2 separate regions of the Mus musculus genome follow, and region 2 is linked to region 1. Evidence: chromatin contacts called from public promoter capture Hi-C data. All regions are on one chromosome and are shown on one strand. Each heading gives the region's core, a stretch centred on a gene start, on an enhancer-like site or on the middle of the called end of the contact. The rest is flanking DNA. Distances are from core to core; before and after follow the strand shown. Region 1 holds the start of Uqcrfs1 (ubiquinol-cytochrome c reductase, Rieske iron-sulfur polypeptide 1). Region 2 holds the start of G630018N14Rik (a long non-coding RNA gene).

Evidence for each region. Promoter capture Hi-C pulls out the DNA fragments that hold promoters and counts their contacts.
Region 2: a contact with region 1 is called in a promoter capture Hi-C map of hippocampal neurons, with 4 times the contacts expected there. The contact joins the promoter of G630018N14Rik here to the promoter of Uqcrfs1 in region 1. A contact is called at or near these places in 2 of 39 promoter capture datasets (the C10 cell line and hippocampal neurons).

Annotation. Positions count from the first base shown.
Region 1 is chr13:30,543,872-30,546,571 of GRCm38.p6, forward strand. It overlaps Uqcrfs1 (ubiquinol-cytochrome c reductase, Rieske iron-sulfur polypeptide 1), which reads right to left and starts at 1,445. Exons shown (of 2, transcript NM_025710.2): 1 at 1,163-1,445. The coding sequence starts at 1,376.
Region 2 is chr13:31,407,815-31,410,514 of GRCm38.p6, forward strand. It overlaps G630018N14Rik (a long non-coding RNA gene), which reads right to left and starts at 1,289. Exons shown (of 10, transcript XR_003950526.1): 1 at 964-1,289.

The DNA.
Region 1 (2,700 bases), core at 195-2,694:
ACCATGGTGGCTCTGGGAAGACAGTCAGGAAGACCTTGAGTCTGAGGACAGCCTAGGATACATAGTGAGACCCTGCCTCAAAGAGAGGCAGGACAGACAGACAGAGAGGCAGGATTAGAATGAATGCAGAGTGAAAAGCTGTCTAAGAAGGCAATTTGGTTGACATGTAGAAAGGTCATAAACTCAACCCCAAGCAGTGCCAAGTAGGTAATACACTGAACAATCATAGTATGTTACTTTGCTTGGTATAGAGGAGAAAGCTATATGGATGCGATCTTCATTCTTTTAAAGTGAATGATATTTCTAAACTCAATGGTCCCTGTGAACTTGAAATCAAGGTTTAATCTACTTGAAAAAGTGAAGAGTCAGTCAACTATCGGAGCAGAAACCAAACGAGCCCAGTGCAGCTTCCCACATTTCAGGAGACACCAGAAAGCTTTCTAGATTTTTAAGTCACAAGGGAATGTGAAGCAGACTTAGATAAACTAGGAAGAGACCGCACTGCATAGATTCCCACTGTGTGGGTCACTTCACCTCTGTTTTCTGTATTAAAAAAAAAAAAAAGTATCATTTCTGACTGCCTCGCCTTCACGACTAAGTAAGATTATGAAAGCCGTAGAGCCTGGTATCTGAAACCACTGCTGATCCCCTACAGTGGAACTGACAGGGCTGGTTTTGTGTCTATAGGGATGGGGCTGCTAGGGAGTTAAGATGCTGAAAAGCGACTGTACCAGTACACTGACAACTTCCTACATGGTTGTTTCAATTTCTATTTTGAACACTTATCGTCTAAACCGTACCAATGGCTTTACATAGAATTCTCTAGTGTAAGACTCACAACACCCCTACAAAGTTGTGGTAACATCGAGGAAACTTGCCCAAGGTCAAATTCCTGTAACTAACAGTATCTTAGCCATGATACAGGGAGGCCGATCTTAATCAAGAAAGTCAAGTGAAGCCTGAGGAGGGAACCCAGACTGACGTGCAGACCGGCTCCTGACTCCTGGGGGATGCAGCTACGGGAGCATCCCGTCACCGTGAGCCCGCCTGCTCCGGGGAGCGCTCGGCCTGCCAAGGTAGCCGCGGCCGGCCCACCACATCCCAGCACACCGCCCTCCGCCGCCGCAGGGAACGAGATCGGGGTACTCCGAAGCCGGCTCACCGTTCAGGCCCACCGTGGCCACCAAAGGCCGGGCTGCGGCCTGGCCACTCAGGGACTCGCGGCACAGGAAGGGTCGCTTCACATCCAGAACAGGTGGCTCCGAGGCGGCGGGCACCGCGCCTTGCAGCAGAGGACGCAGCGCGCCCGCCACCCCGCGGGAAGTGGCCGATAGGACGGGCGCGAACGGGCCCGAGCGGGCGGCGACCGACAACATGGCGACAGCTGCTCAAACCACCTCGTCGGTCACAGGGACGACCTTTCGTTCGAACGACGGCCCGAAGAGGAGCGGGAGGCGCAGGGTTTGTGACGTCAGCGCGACGCCGGAAAGGGCGTTTCGCAAGGTTGAGCGAATCGGGAGGGACGCCGCGTTGGGGGCGTGGCTTCGGGCGCAGGTTGGGGCCCGGGCAGGAAAGGGCAGGGCCTGGAGACACTCTGGTGTCTGACTCGGTCGCCCTGCCCCAGGAAAACCGAAGTCGGGAGGGATTTCTTGTGGTCGTGATTGAGATCCTTCATTTAGGGCAAAACCTTAAATCGGGGACGACCGAGGCATGAGAAAAAAAAAAACAACAGGCTACTACTACTTCCTAACGCCTATCACCTAGAATAAATACCAACCGCTTTTTGTCTTTTGCCAAGACGATTTTGATCTTCTTACAACAAAAGAGCCAGAAACCTATATGCAAGGTTTGACAAAAACAAAACAAAACAAAACAAAACAAAACGGTGGCTTACGATTATTCATGATCTACTACGCTTTTGATTTGGTAGTTTCCTTCGTTGTTCATTTGTAATTATGATCTTGATGAAATAACACTATTGATACCAGCATTTTACCAGTGAAGGACCTGGTCCTTAGACCCTTTGCTCTGCATAGATTGCCAGGAAGCAGTGGAGTATTGTAGACCCCTGAGGGGTTTTTGTTTGTTTGTTTGTTTGTTTGTTTCTGAACAAGTGGGGTTTCCCAAGTGATGTTCAGCAGTACAAAAGGGAGGGACTCTTACTCTCCTTCACATAGTGAGAAAACTGCCAACTTTCTAACTTCTCTTTCAGTTCTGACTACACCACTAACAAAGTCTCTGTGAGGTGCTAATAAACGTTAATCCCTCTTACACTTGAAAATCTCCACTTTTCCAAGTAGAACAAACCTTGATTTCAAGTTCACACAGACAATTGAGTTTAGAGATGGCATTCACTTTCAAAGAATGAAGTTCTCATCCATACAACTTTCTCTATACCAAATACTTCGTTTATTCTTTTAGGGTTTAAAAAGAAAAAACAGTAAAAAAAAAAAACTAAGAATTTAAGCACTGCACACTCTGGCATGATTGTGATATGATGCTTGTATAATACATGGACTCTAGGACCTTGGCTGGTTTCTAAACCTTTGGAATTGTAAAACAATGTAGTTGTGTTGTTTTAAGACACTATGTTTGTTATAGCAGCAATGTAAAACAACACCCAGGAGATCCGGGCCCTCACAGAGGAATGATTGCAGGTGTCCTTAGCCAGGGAGGATACTTGCTGCCTAGTCTGGGTCC
Region 2 (2,700 bases), core at 39-2,538, 860 kb after region 1:
AGTTCCTCCAGTAAGGTAAAGACTTGTACTTTACATCTTCTTGAAGATGTAGAGTCAAAGAATCCAGACCGTGAGTGCATAGAACACCCTCCTTCCAATGCTCTCAACTGCATTGCTTTGATACGGCTGAGGTTAGAAAACACAGGTCCATCCTTTTTGTCCTCACTGGGCATGATCAGAACATTTTGTTTTAGGACATCACAACTCCTAAAATGTTTTAATTCCACGTATAAGAATTTTAAGATAATTTTGAACTACAAAGCAAGCACTGATATTGAACTGTCCTTATACCCCAGACCATGGGCTGAGGTTGTAAGTCATGAATTTAAGATGGCCTCAAAGAGAAACCAAGTTTAATATAGTAAGTAGAGACCCTCTGAAACTCAGTAGCTTCCCTCTTCCAAATGGAGATCTTAAGTTTGTATCAGGCGAGGCTGTGCCATTGGACATTTGTCTCCTGTTTATCTATGCCAACTGCCTGGTCTTGGATACCAGGAATGACCTCTCTGATCTTAGCATGACTCTTCTTGCTTTACAGAGAGCTGTGAATCAACATTAGATGTTCAGGGCATCTGGAGACTGTAAAATTGCAAAATCACCAAAGTTCTTCGACTATCATCACTTTGGCATATCCAGCTCCTGAGCAAATGTGGGTATTGTGCACTCTGTTGCTTTCCAGATATTTCTCTGTATCAAAGAGCCTCATCTTTTCAACAAGCTGCAAATTAGCTTTTCAACTGAGGCCAATGATAGGCATTTGTTTGGCCTATAGCACAGGCAGCAGGGTGTGGCAAAGGGTCTGATCATTTCTCTCCTCTCACAAATGATACTAGGTCCCCCTGCCAACAATGATCCCCTTTTTGCAGGCTTCATTGCAGATAGTAGGGAGGCCACACTTCCCTCATTTACTAAATATCTCTACTATTGCCATCATCATAATCTGAAAGAATTTAAACAACGTACCGTGCTTTGCACAAAGGTGTGAGCTGCCAAAGGCTCTGGGCTGGAGGTTAGTCATCCGCACTGTCAGTTTTACTCATTGACTTTGGCAGAAACGTCCATTTCAGTGGGGAAGAATCTGCGCATCAGCTGGGACATGTGATCTCTCAGCGTCATTGCCAGTGCCAGCTCGTAGTAAATTAGGCGCCAAACTTATTAATAGTGATGAATCCATTAGAGCTGACAGGCGCCTGGCTGTGCTGCCTCAAATTAACCCATGAGTGGTCAGAAGCACTGCCGGTAAGCAAGCTCAAAGGCAGATAGAGCCTTAAGGGAGCTAATGTAAAGAACTGAAAGAGAACAGACAGACAGACATGCTTGCTTCTGACTGAGGAGCTGAGCTAAAATTAGGCATACTTATGGCTTGGCACAAAACCTTAGATTACTGTAAAAACAGGACATTAAAAAAAAAAAAAACCTTCACAACTTGGCATAATTGGACTCTCCCTTTTTGCTTGAAACACTTCTCCTTAATGGCATGAAGCATTCAAGAAGAAATGCCAGAGACCCACCCTGGGGTTGGTCCGTCTGTTGGCAGCAGGCCCACCTGAATTAAATTTGGTTTATGGAAATTATTGCAAGCACTTGAAGACTTTGAAAAGTGATTAATATATTTCAAGCCATATGCATATACTTAGAGAAGCCAAGGGGAACTCTTAAAGAGCACACAAATGAACCCCGAGATAGGGTGTGGACTGGGACAGAGAGATGCTTCCATAAGGACATGCGGACAATTTGAAAGCATCCTGATAAACATGAAGGAGCTTGAAGCCTGGCAGCTATATACAGCTTCTGTCCATAAGTGCAGTGTAATATGCTATAACCATCTTAAACAACACAGCCTTCTTTACAGGGAGTAAATCAAACTTTTAAATAGTTTTCTGGTATGTCCAATCAGGCAAAACGCAAAATTCCCTCAGAGTGGAGTTAACCAGTCATAGCATCTTTCATTTTAATGCTCCACCGCAAATTTCATATCTTCAATTCGAGCAGTATTCACTCTCAGGATAGTCAGATATTTGAAAGTTTGGAGTTTGTAAGACAGAAGTGTCATTCATAGTGAGAGATTACAGTCCTAGAAACTTGTGGTATGAACCACAGAACTAAGGAGAAACTTCAGCTCTACTAGTCAAATGTGCTGCAGCACAGCTCTGCTCCACAGTGAGCATTCCTAACAAAAGAAGATGATAGGATACAGATCGTCATGGACTTCATAGGTGCTGGTTCTGCAGAAATATGATGCATATTATTGTTTGAAAGAGCTAAGAATGACTCAATTCAAAAGAACATATCTGCCATCAATAGAGACATCTTTGAGAACACAACATAGCTGGTGTATTTCTCTTACACCTACATTGTTAAAATCTGTTGCCCCATACCTATTATCATGGTGGCCCCCAAATAAAGATAGGATTGAGTCTTTTCTACAGGGAAGGTATCTCCCTGCCTTTGTCCCTAAACTGAATGCCCTCCTGGGCAGTGTCCTCTTGGCTTCTGTTTCCATCATCTTTCTTCTCAGCATCCACTGTTTCAATGTGATGATCCAAGCCCAGCAACCCTGGAGCCGCAGTGATTTTATTTATCCCACATCCTATCCAGTACCCTAAAAAATTCGTGAAAGAATTTGCCTTAGAGAGACAGAACACCAATGCACAGTGACTGCCCAAACCTAGCTGCCTGTTACTTATGCTGAAAAAGGTC